Regions from separate parts of the Canis lupus genome. Here region 1 is linked to region 2. A link is a contact called in public Hi-C data. All regions are on one chromosome and are shown on one strand. Each heading gives the region's core, a stretch centred on a gene start, on an enhancer-like site or on the middle of the called end of the contact. The rest is flanking DNA. Distances are from core to core; before and after follow the strand shown. Region 1 holds the start of ABRAXAS1 (BRCA1-A complex subunit Abraxas 1). Region 2 has its middle 74 kb from the start of GPAT3.

Region 1 (6,462 bases), core at 3,482-5,981, 110 kb after region 2:
TAAGAACATGAATGGAAATTTTAAATAAAAGGTCTTACATTTTTGTATTAAGAATGATTACCTTAAACACAATCAGAGGGATCCCCGGGTGGCGCAGCGGTTTGGCGCCTGCCTTTGGCCCAGGGCGTGATCCTGGAGACCCGGGATCGAGTCCCATGTTGGGCTCCCGGTGCATGGAGCCTGCTTCTCCCTCTGCCTCTCTCTCTCTCTCTCTCTGTGTGTGACTATCATTAAAAAAAAAAAAAAAAAAACACATTCAGAAGTTAAAAAGCATCTGAGAAAAAAACACTTTGAATATTTGACAGACAAAACCTAATACCTTTAATATATAAATGTTCTTTTAAATCAATAAGATATAAACAGCAATAGGAAAAGAGCAAATATATATTGATGTAATTCATGAAAGAACAAATAAAAATGACCAAGTAATGTCTCAGTTTCATGAGCAAAGTACCAATTATAATAATTGAAACTACCTAAAAGGAAATCTTTGACCCATAACGTTGGCAAAGACTCCATTTAGTGACAATTTTTTCAAGGCACTCATTTCTTATGAAATTGTAAATTACCACAGTCTTACTATAGAACAATTTGATGGTATGAAGTAAAACCCTTAGCAGGTTTTGGTTTTACAGTACCAGGTGTAGAGACTGCTTTTAGGCAACCAACTTGAGCAATGAAAATCTGAGAAAGGTAAAGGGGCTCACAGTGACTCCAAGGCTGAATATAAACAGGGCCATTAGGTGACCCACCTCACAATATCTATAAGCCCTAGCTGACCAATGGGCACAGGTAACAGGAAACAAAACAAACTCTCATATTTCCTCACCTGCTCCCCCTTAACTGTAGTCCCCCCCTCCCACCACCACTGCCTCCTGGCAGACACTCTCTCCTGTGCTGTACTGTGCGTGCTGCTCTCTTGCAGTGTATTCAATAAATTTCTATCTCCTTTGTTCTGCTTTGGGTGAATACTTTTACCTCCCATGCTGCTAGTGACCTGATCAGGTCGCCCCACACTATGTAGGAAAAGTGTCCCCTAGTCAGATATAATGTTGTTACAAAACAAAATTCAACTGAGTAAATTTTAAAGATCTTATTGGCTTTATTCAGCAATTCATAAATCAGGCAGCATCTAATCTAGCAGATAGAAAAGAGTTCTGGGGAGCTGTACAAAATGAAATAGTTTTTTTTTTTTAATTTTATTTATTTGAGAGAGAAGCGTGAGATCAGGGGAGGAGCAAAGGGAGAGAGAGAACCTCCAGCAGACTCCGTCTGCACTGAGCACAAAGGCTCAGTGGAGCTTGATCCCAGGACTCCCAGATCATAACCTTAGCCAAAACCAAGAGTCAGACGCTTAACCCACTCAGCCATCCAGGAGTCCCCAGAATGAAAGACTTTTCTGGCAGAAGGAAGCAGAAACAAGGAAGTTATACTAGACAAAAAAAAGTAGGTTAGTTATTGCAAGGCTGCCTTCCTTTCGGTATAGCAGAGGTCTATCAGGCAAATTGCCTAACCAGTGCTAATTAGTTTAAGATTCCATCTCTGGGAAAAAAAAAAAAAAAGATTCCATCTCTGGGAGAGCAGAAACTAAGTTAAGTTTCAGTTTGGGCAAGGGGCTTTGCAGAAATGACTCCACTTTAGGCCTGTTGTCTTGTTTTTAACAGTATCTTTTCCCATAAAACATTCAGATAAAGGAGACACAACCTCTTCACATAAAGCCTGTTGAAATATTACAATTTTCACTCAAACTTTTACCTTAATCCTATCAATTCTCACATTTCTATATTCTTTCAATCTAATTGCAGCCCACATTAGGGTTTTACCAACAGGTGTCGGTACCACAATGCATGTGTCTCCTGTGTCCAGGAATGTCTGATAATTCTTTTCTTCATCCTCCCACCATTTACCCATTCCTGAGTGTTAAGCTTTGGGTCCCAAGCCAAGGGACTCTGGCCCGTGTGCCAATTTTCATCTTGGTTCATCTACCTGACTATTGCCCCAGGTGATTCCAGGCCAGATTTCTCTTTGGTTTCCAGCTTTTTAAATTTCTCCAAACTGGGGTAAATAGAGCAAACTTGTTTGGGGGTATTTTAATGTTGGGGAACTAGAAAGGGGTTCATTTGGTCCACCCAATCTTCAACAGTGCTATATTAAAAACTTTTTTAACCCCATCAATGTCTTATTTCTTTCATTTTTAAAAAATGTTATTTATTTGAGAGAACAAGAGAGAGAAGGAGAGGGAGAAGCAGACTCCCCATGGAGCAGGGAGCCCAAGAGGGAACTCAATCCCAGGATGTCAGGATCATGATCTGAACTAAAGGCAGATGCTTAACCAACTGAGACACCCAGATGCTCTATTCATGTCATTTCTTAATAACCATCTAAAGACTTCCACTTTACTGGGAGAGTTTTTTGACTCTCCTCTCTGCCTTTCCCCATTTCCTTGTTAACTAATTTGTTACATTAGTTCCTGAAAGACCTATAAGAGGAAGCTGAGACAAATTTTATAAGGCTGCCTAGATATTTGCTTGCTTTTGCTCAGGGAAATCCCTTTAAAAAAAAAGATTATTTATTCATAAGCAAGCAAGCAAGAGAGAGAGAAAGAGGCAGAGAGAAGCAGGTTCTGTGCAGGGAGCTCCAGGTGGGACTCCGTCCTGGGATTCCAGGATCAGGCCCTGGGCTGAAGGTGGCGCTAAACCACTGAGCCACTCAGGCTACCAGTGAAATCCTATTCTTAAGGAGTTGTAATGGAGGTTTCATTACTTAGGCATGATTGAATTATTGGCCATTGGTAATTAAACTTAAGCTCCAGCGCCTCTCACCTAAGAAGTCAGGAGTGGAGCTAAAAGTTCCAATCTAACCAAGGTTTGGTCTTTCAGGCAACTAGCTCCCCTCCTTGCATTACCTAGCTCTTGCACCCTAAGAGTCACATTAGCAAAAAGATGCTTCTATCACACTGGGAACTCCATGAGTTTTAGGAGCACTATTCCTGGATGCAGGGACAAAGACCAAATATATTTTTTATTATACCATTGCCATCCTGATGCATATGAAGTAGTATCTCATTGTGGTTTTGATTTATTTCCCTAATGATGATTATCTTTTTATGTGCTTATTGGCCATCTGTGTATCTTATTCGGAGAAATGTCTATTCAGGTTCTTTGTTCCTTTTTTAATTGAGTTGTACTGTTGTTGAACTGTAATATATATTATATTATATATATTATTATAATAATATACAATATATCATTATAATAATATTAATATATAATTATAATATATTATAATATTTTATATTATATAGCTATAATTATATAATTATAATTATATATTATATTACATAATTATTATTTATATATAATATATATTATTATATGTATTATATATATATATATATATATATATATTCAGGACATTAATCTCTTACCAGATACTTGGTTTACAGATATTTCTCCAATTCTGTAGGCTGCCTTTTCACTCTCTTGATAGTATCCTTTGACAGACAAATATTTTAATTGGTGAAGTACAATTTGTATACTTTTTACTTTGGTGTCTGTGCCTTTGGTGTCATCCTAAGACATCTTTGCTAAATCCAATGCCATTAAGTTTTCCCCCTGTTTTCTTCTAAGAATTCATAGTTTCAGGTCTAAATGTTGACATCTTTGATCCACTATGAGCTAATTGCTATCTGTAGTGTAGAAGGCACCTATATTTATTCTTTTATATTTGTTGAAAACACTGTCCTTTCCCTAATGAACGATCTTGGCAACCTTGTTGAAAATTATTTGACTTTATATTCAGGGTTTATTTCTGGTCTTTTGGAACAGTGTTACATTTTATTTTTTAATACTTAAGATCATTACCATTCCTAAAACAGAAATTAATTGAAAAACCTTTTCATAAACGGTAATTTTGCTTTAAAAAAAAGGGGGGGAGGCAAGATAATTTTAGGTAATAAACCCCAAATTCTATAAATCTGTTTTCAAGGTGTTCCTCAGCCAAACACGGCTGTCACACAACAAAACCCAGAAATGTGCAATGCTAACTCGATTCAGTAGTCTGATATTTTTGCTGACTTTTAATCATTTAAGCTTTGCGTATTTGTGGGTGGAATATTGTCAAGCCCTGGTCATCCCACTGCCCTTACCATTGATATCAAATGACCCAACCCAGCGTGGCTTACATACCATTTAATGTGAGAACAATGCTTATCATCAGTGTATTCCTTAAATCACTCAGGGTCCTTAGTTTTCTAAAACTTAGCAAACCTTCAAGGAAACCCAAATCGCCCCAACCCACCCCCACGGGATGGAGCATCACTGAAGGGTTCTAGAAGAGACGATTTCTGAAAGGGTACTAGTATTCTAGAAGTTTCAATGAGCAGAAGGCAGTATCATGCACTTTGACACCATAAACACGGCATTTCCCATGATACAAGCAATGCTTCCGTCAGCATTGCTCCATCTACAATCTGCGTCTGTGCCGCGATGGCTCAGCAGCAGCGGGCCACCCAAACGCGTGCGGCCGTGGTCTGCACAGGCGTCCCCGACACCCAGCGGCCTTTAGGGACTCAAAGCGCCCTGCCCAGGTCACCCAGGGCCGCCCCCACCAGCAGAGGGCGCCCACGCCCCCCCGGCCCCGCCCCCCCGGCCCCGCCCCCTCGGCGGCGGGCGCGGCGTCCAGTGCGCCGGCGCAGGCCCCGCCCCCTCGCTCGGCCCCGCCTCGCCGCCGCGACGCCGAAGGACCCGGCCGGGCGTGCCCCGCCTCCGCCCCTGCCCGGCGCTGCGCTCGCGGAAGCATGGAGGGCGAGAGCACGTCGGCGGTGCTGTCCGGCTTTGTGCTCGGCGCGCTCGCGTTCCAGCACCTCAACACCGACTCGGACACGGTGAGCCGACGGGCGAGGCGGGCTGCGGCGTCGCCCCGGAAGAGACCGGCGCGCGGGCGCCCCCCCAGCGGCCGTTGCCCGGGCCGCGCCCACGAGCTCTCTGCCCTGGCGCTCCGCCCCCTCCGCTCCCGGGCTGTCCCGGACGGGCGCTCCCTCCTCCTCCTCCTCCTCCTCCTCCTCCTCCCCGGCGTTTAATCCCCCCCGACGCAGTGTCCCGCCTGCCGCCGTTTCTCTCTCCCAGCAGCCCCCTTTTTCTGTGGTGAAAGTTGGTCGTGGAAGGATGGCGAGTCCGCAGAGCCTTCTCCCAACTCCGCTAGGAAGGTGCCGGTTAACTTTCCGTTTCTGACGACCGGCGGTAGCTTTCCAGGACCGCCGGGTTTTCTCGTGCGCGGCGGCGGCTGTGCGTGTCTGTGGAAGTGCTGGGCTAGGGAGCGATCGAACAAGGTGCGTCCAGTCAGCGGCGGTTTTCCAGACCTTCGTGGGCGAGAGAGTCTGGACTTGGCAGAGCAGATGCCTGACTCCGCTTGCGGCGGTTTCCGATTCATGGGATTGTGAGGCCTCTGATGCCTTCAGTTATCATTAAAATACTTCAGTTTATCCTCAAATATCAGTCACTCTTCTGCTTCTGCCACGTTCAAAATCTCCGGGTGAAGTGGTAGTGTAAATACAGTACACGTCTTAAAAAAAAAAAAAAAAAAAAAAAAAACTTTTAGGAAGTCAGAGAAATACTATAAAACTTTGAGCCTGAGAAGTAGTGTGTTCTGTTTAAGTGCTTAGTGTGCTAGTACAGTTTAGAAAATACCATACTGAACAAAGCCTTCTAATTTCTGTAAGATGATTGTGCCCTTCACTTTACAGGGTCTGTTTTATCCAGAATTGCTTTTTGGCACAATCCTGATAAGGTTGGAATTGATATCTTTCATGTCTGCAATTTTATTTTATTTTATTTTTTTAAGATTTTATCTATTTATTCATGAGAGACACAGAGAGAGGCAGGAGCCCGACGTGGGACTCGATCCCGGGTCTCCAGGATCACGCCCTGGGCCCAAGGCGGCGCTAAACCGCCGAGCCACCCAGGAAACCCCCATGTCTACAATTTTAAATAACCTTGTAAAGTAACACCTAGCTAACAGCAAATACATGGCGATTTAAAATGTGGCGCTGTGGAAATTATTTTGGAATATCTTACTGCGAATATAAACAGAATGGATCCTTAGTCTCTGTAGCTTAAAATATTAGCCCTTGAGAAGTACCATGGAATTAGAAAGGCCCTTATTTCTTACATCTTTAAAAGGTGGTTTTCCGGGTTGCTGTACTTGCATTGACCCTGCTTTCCTTTCCCAGGGTTTGTCTAGAACACTGAACTATATAGAGTTCTGGATTTTTCCCCCGAGATTCTAGGAAAGACTCACATTATTGAAGCATTCTGTTTGTGGTTTTTTAACCACAACAGTTAAATGATGGTGGGTGGGGGGCAGCATTTTTAACTACTCATAAAGAAGTTAAAACCTTTATCGTCTCTTAAGCATATTGAGTCTTTAAATGTGTCAAGTAAAATATTTGAAAAATTACTGTTG
Region 2 (5,805 bases), core at 2,621-5,120:
CTCTTCTTAAGCTGGGCCATGTTAGCAGGAGGGTTGGGACAGAAGGACTTCTCTTCAAGGCCTGCTGCTTCCAGACCTCCTCTGGGAAATGAGAGGTAGGTGCTCGATACCCTGATATATTCCAAACTTATTGGAAGTGTCTCACCTTCTGATCCTCCACCTCCTTCACATGGCTCAGTATAGGAGCATTAACCAGCCTCAAAGCCTCAGTCATATTCCCTCTGAAAATTGGCTTCCCATTAGTCACTTAGGCTTTAATGCCTGTTGGATGGAGAATATCCATCCAATCCAACAGGCATTAAATCTAGATCCATCTCTAGACCACAGTTCGAAAATGAAGTCAGTGCTTAAGGATTCCTTTGCTTTCTCAAAAATCTTACTCTTCAAAGGGAATCCTGGTTCCCAATATAATAGTGAATGCTGCAGTGTTTTTTAATCAATTCAGAAGCTCATTTTTTACATTTTTCAGGGCCAAAGCAATGAATGCTGCCAATAGGCAGAAGGCCAAGGGGACAACAAGAAATTTGCAGGAAGAAAAGCATTTGCAATTTTATCTTGCCACACTAGTCTGTGTGTTATGTGAGGACTTGGAAATGAACAATAAAGGTACTCAGACATGATTTTCTGAGTTAAACTAAGCCAACAGAAATCTTGAGAACTAAATCTAGCATCATTGAAAGTTAGAGTCAGAAAGACTTGGAGAAGTCATTTTTGTCTACCCCCTCTCACTTCAAAGATGAGGCACTGGAGCTTTCTGGAGGACAAACAGGTGGAACTCCATGACTCACCCAAAGACATTTTTTATTTTTAGCTACCATCTAGTGGGTGCATGCTCTGTGCCAAGCACGCTGCCGTCACCATCACTGTCTCATTTACTCCTCCCAGCAGCCCCCAGCATTGCTGTGATTAGGCTCATTTTACAAAGGAGTAACTGGGGCTTAAGGAGGTTAATTACCTTGCCAAATGTCATAATGCTACTAAACAAAGGGCCAGTTTTCAATCCCATGATGTCCAATGCTAGAGTTCAGGCTCCTAACCTAGGCCTACTGTGCGTCACACACCGTGCTGAGGGCTGAGAACACACAAGAAAATAAGATACAACACCAGGCCCCGAGGTGCTGCATCTGATCATGATGATACATGCTACCATTTCTCTGCTGCTCGAGCCTGCAGTAATATTTCTGTCGGGTTAGAAACTAGGATCTCTCCATTGAAATCTACTCAATAGCAGCTACCCACTCACAGGCAATATGCCAAGATCAAGGACTTAGGGTCTGAAAACTTTGGTTCTAGTCTCAACTCTGCTGCCTGTGCGTCAAGTGTAAGTCACGTGCTGGCCTCTGTTTTCTATCTGTACAAGTATAAGATGTCCATCCTGGCCAGCTCACAGGACTACTGTAAATTTCAAACATCATAGACCTGAAAGCCCTCAGCAAAAGGTTAAGAATGATTGTAAACACCCAGCTGAAGTCCCATTGTATATTCTCCCACAAAGGTTTCTGAGCATTTTTATAAGCAATTGTAATCTGTTCATGAAAAGTCTAAAAAAGTAAGACACAACATTGGTTCAGTGATGGAGGGGAAGGATGGGAAAAGAAAGGAACCACAGGTCAATACCATAGCACTGGTCATGTTCTGACTCTGAAGTCAGTCAGTGGTTCCACAGGTATTCCATTTATGACGTGCTTCTTAACATATGCATGTGGTACAGACATTCATTTTTATATACCAAATACTGAATAATAAATGTTTAGATTTTTTTATTTAAAGATTTTATTTATTTATTCATGAGAGACACACAGAGAGAGCAGAGACCCAGGCAGAAGGAGAAGCAGGCTCCATGAACTGGGAGCCCGACGTGGGACTCGATCCCAGGTCTCCAGGATCGCGCCCTGGGCCAAAGGCAGGTGCTAAACCGCTGTGCCACCCAGGGATCCCCCAATGTTTAGATTTTTAACCAAAGAAAGTAAGGTGTTACTGGAAAAAAAAAAAAGGCTGAAAAGAGGTTAGAACTATGTGGACTCTCTTCAGAGGAACTTTTGTGTTTGGGGTTCTTTAGTGTGTTTAGTGAGTGGGGAACCTGAGGCCACACAGATTCTATAGGGGGAGGGGAGCAAAAGCACATATCTGACCTACTGACTTCTTTAAACTCAGATCCCACCATATTTCAGCCTGAGAACAGTTCGGTGCTCACCCTTCCCTTTTGAATGGTAGGAGGTTATTTCATCTTCCAAGAAAGAACTCTCATCGAGTCTAGAAAGATAACACATTTGTCATAACTATAAATTTATTTGAAAGAACAACTGGGCTTTACACAGGCCATCTGGAGAAGACAAATGTTTCGTGTAAGCATGTGGGAAATTTCACTGACAACATATGTAGCTAAATGAGCTGTCTTCACCGTTGCCAAAAGATGAAAATTCCATTACACACAAGGAAGGTATTTCAACCATCACCTCAAAATAAATACACATTAATATTTTAATTTAACTAAAACATACGTAAGGTATAGCTATGTTTCTTTTCAAGGTACTGACACCCAAATATGCAACCTCTGCAGAGGGGATTGCATTGGATTCAACCCCACAGGGACAGCCTTGAAATCACTGCACTTACTCTGCTCATGTTTAAAGAAATATGTCTTCCTGCAACCTCCCCGGATTTGCACACCTTCCAAACCTCTGAACACTTGATGTGAAGTTACAGAAGACTTTTAGACAGAAGATTGAAAGTTCTAGTCCTCACCCTCCACCCCATCACTAATTCACAGAGTGACCTCAAACAGGTCTTATTGCCACATTTTCATTTTATCCCCTCTAAAATAAATAAGGAACTAATTCCCTCCTTATTTACATATTAGGGCTTTTGTAAAGATACTATGAACACCTTGTGTTAACATAATATTTTACAGTTTAGGGGGCCAGGGTGGCTCAGTTAAGCATCTGCCTTTGGCTCAGGTCATGATCCTGGGGTCCTGGGATCGAGTCCCACATCAGGTCCCCTGCTCAGGGGGGAGTCTGCTTCTCCCTCTACATCTCTCCCCTGCTCCTGCTCTCTCTCTCTCTCTCTCTCAAACACACACACATCCTCTCTCTCTCTCAAATAAATAAATAAAATCTTTTAAAAATATATTTTACAATTTAGTAAGTGTTTCAAATAGATTATTTCATTCAGTCACAACTGTATCTCCATTTTACAGAGAAGAACATTGAAACTGTACTTGGGGGAAAGTAGTGCTACAATAAATAAATTGGGAAAAGTCAGTGGCTTAACACAGTAAGGTTTATTTTGCATTCACATAACAAGGTGATGCAGGTATTCCTGGCCACTGAGTAACTTTCTTGCCTGAGGTGCTTGAAGAGCCCAGGCTCCTTCTGACTGTGGCTTCACCAAGCCCTAGGGCCTCACAGTTGTTTGCCTCCAGCTGGCAGGCAAAGAAAGAGTGGAGAAAGCACATCCACTTCTAACAACCTCAGCCTGGCAGTGATCAATGACTTCCATTTGCATTGTATTGGTGAGAACCAGTTTTTGGTTCTACCTATATGCAAGGGGGCCTGAGAAATGTAGTCCCTACTGACCAGCCACTTCTCAGTGACAGTGTTATTCTGTGGAAGAGAAAGTATAACTTAACAATGAACAGTTAATCATCTCTGCCATGACTGAGTGGTTACATAATCACCTGAAGGCTGCACAACTAGTAGATAAGTATATTAGCTATCTATTTCTGCATGACACACTACCATAAACTCAGCAGTTTAAAGCAACACAGTTTGTTTTCTGACAGTTACTATGAGTCAGGAGTCTGGACGTGGGTTAGCTGGCCTCGCAAGCTACTACAGTCTTACCAGGCTGTGCAGTCAAGGTATGAGCCTAGGCTGAGGTCTCATCTGGAGGCTTAACTAGAGAAGGATCCTCTTTCCCACTCACATGGTTCTTGGCAGCATGTGGTCCCTTGTAGCTATAGGATTCATGACAACTTCCTACTTCAAGGTCAGCAGTAAAGAGAGAAAGACTCCAGAGTGAGTAAGCCAGCAAGACCAAGTGATATATAATGTAATGGGATGTAACATCTCATCATCTTTGTTACATTCTACTCGTTAGAAGGAAGTCACAAGTCCACGTACACCCAAAAGGAGGAAATTACAAAAACAGGAACACCAGGAAAAGAATCGTGGGTCCACCCTAAAGTCTGTCCATCACAAAAAGAAACTTAAACCCAGATTTTCTGATTACATATCCAATGTTCTTTCCATTTAATCATTTGTTCAACTTTTGATTCCATAGTTTTATCTGTAAAATGGGGATAATATTTGCCTATAACATACCCAGTTGTTATAATGAACACAAAATAGTGGATATGAATGCACTTTATAAGCTGTAAAGTACAATGTGAATTTAATAGGCATTTATGTTATGTTTCTCTTGCCTGTGATGTTTCTTGCCTGTCTAAATCCTATTCTTCCCTCAAGGACCACCTCGATATAACCTCCTCCATGAAGTATGTGTATCAGTTGGGATTAGTTTCAGCTTCATGTACTAAGAGAACAAAATAATGACTCAAATAACATTGGAGGTAGAGCTGATGAGATAGATCCACAAAGTCACTGGGACCTAGACTCCTTTCAGATCTCTGATCTGCCTGCCTGGAGTATGGTCATTGTCCTCAAGGTCCAAAATGGCTACCGGAGCTTCACTCATTGCACCCCAAACCAACCAGCTAGAAAGAAAAAATATTTTGTACAGATACCTCCCAGAAGTACTTGGATTCATGTTCTTCTGACAAGAAACTAGTCCCATAACTATGCATGGTTGCAACAGAGCGTAGAGAACACAGTTTTCCACTGGATATGCTGATATCTTAAATAAAAGTGGGGTTCATGACTAAGAATAAGGAAGAGAATGAATTTGGAGATAATAAATAGTCTCTGCCACAGGGTGTTTTGGAAACATCAAGTATGCACACATGCCTAGAGGAAAGGGAATAATAAGAGTTTTAGCAACTTGGAATTAGATTGTGGAGAGCCTAGAATTTCAGGCTTAAGATTTGGACTTCATTTGGTATCTAAAAAGGAACTATGGCATGATGAAAGGGAGCTTGGAGGAAGCTCAATGTGAGGGTGGCTTCAGACTTGGAGAAGTTTAGTTCTAAAACTTCTGTAATCTAGCAAGAGATTGGAAAGGTCTGAATGCTGCTTGAATGATGATGACAAAGAAGAATTAAGAGAGATATTTTAAAGGAACAATTTAATTATGTGTAAAAATCCCAACACTGGGGAATATCCAGAGAACCACAATCCCCCTCACCCTTATTTGAAATCAGAATTCTTAAAACACCAACCACTGGGCAGCTACAGATCTGCCCACACAGCAGGGACCACATGCAGTCCCTCTATGAGGGATACCTGTAGCAATCTCAGGAGTCAGGGCTCAAAAGCCCGACTCACTGTCAGGACTCTTCCCACCTGTCATGGCCCCTCCCACCTCAAGAGCCTGGAGACACGGAGCCAGAGACCCAAAAGATCTGCAGACAACCTTAGCTCTTGCCCCAGGGTCACAGAAACAGACAACCAGCCAGGTGAGGCACCCAACATGGAAAGATAACATTCTTGCCCAGTCAGAGGGATGTCAGGAAAGATTCTACTTCAGTGACCATGGAATGAATGGAAGAATGAATGAATGAATGAATGAATGAACGTCCCTAAAGTTTTTGCTCAGAAAGTTGAGCTACTGTACAAATGATTCATTTTCAAAGGATTTTGAACTGTTGCCAGAAGAACCACTTTCTTAATTTCATCCATAAATATG

Evidence for each region. Hi-C and Micro-C count contacts between places; a contact is called where the count stands out from the background.
Region 1: a Hi-C map of blood shows a contact between it and region 2, with 6 times the contacts expected there. The contact joins the promoter of ABRAXAS1 here to the enhancer-like site in region 2. A contact is called at or near these places in 4 of 9 Hi-C or Micro-C datasets (amygdala, blood and liver).

What each region holds. Positions count from the first base shown.
Region 1 is chr32:32,679,071-32,685,532 of UU_Cfam_GSD_1.0, forward strand. It overlaps ABRAXAS1 (BRCA1-A complex subunit Abraxas 1), which reads left to right and starts at 4,732. Exons shown (of 9, transcript XM_038582250.1): 1 at 4,732-4,885. The coding sequence starts at 4,799.
Region 2 is chr32:32,567,816-32,573,620 of UU_Cfam_GSD_1.0, forward strand. No RefSeq gene overlaps it. Among named protein-coding and RNA genes, the nearest start is that of GPAT3, 74 kb to the right of the region's middle. Within about 2 kb of position 3,871, at least 1 of the 20 cell types and tissues checked has an H3K27ac peak or open chromatin away from gene starts, as enhancers often do. A contact at or near this core is called in blood, where this site is marked.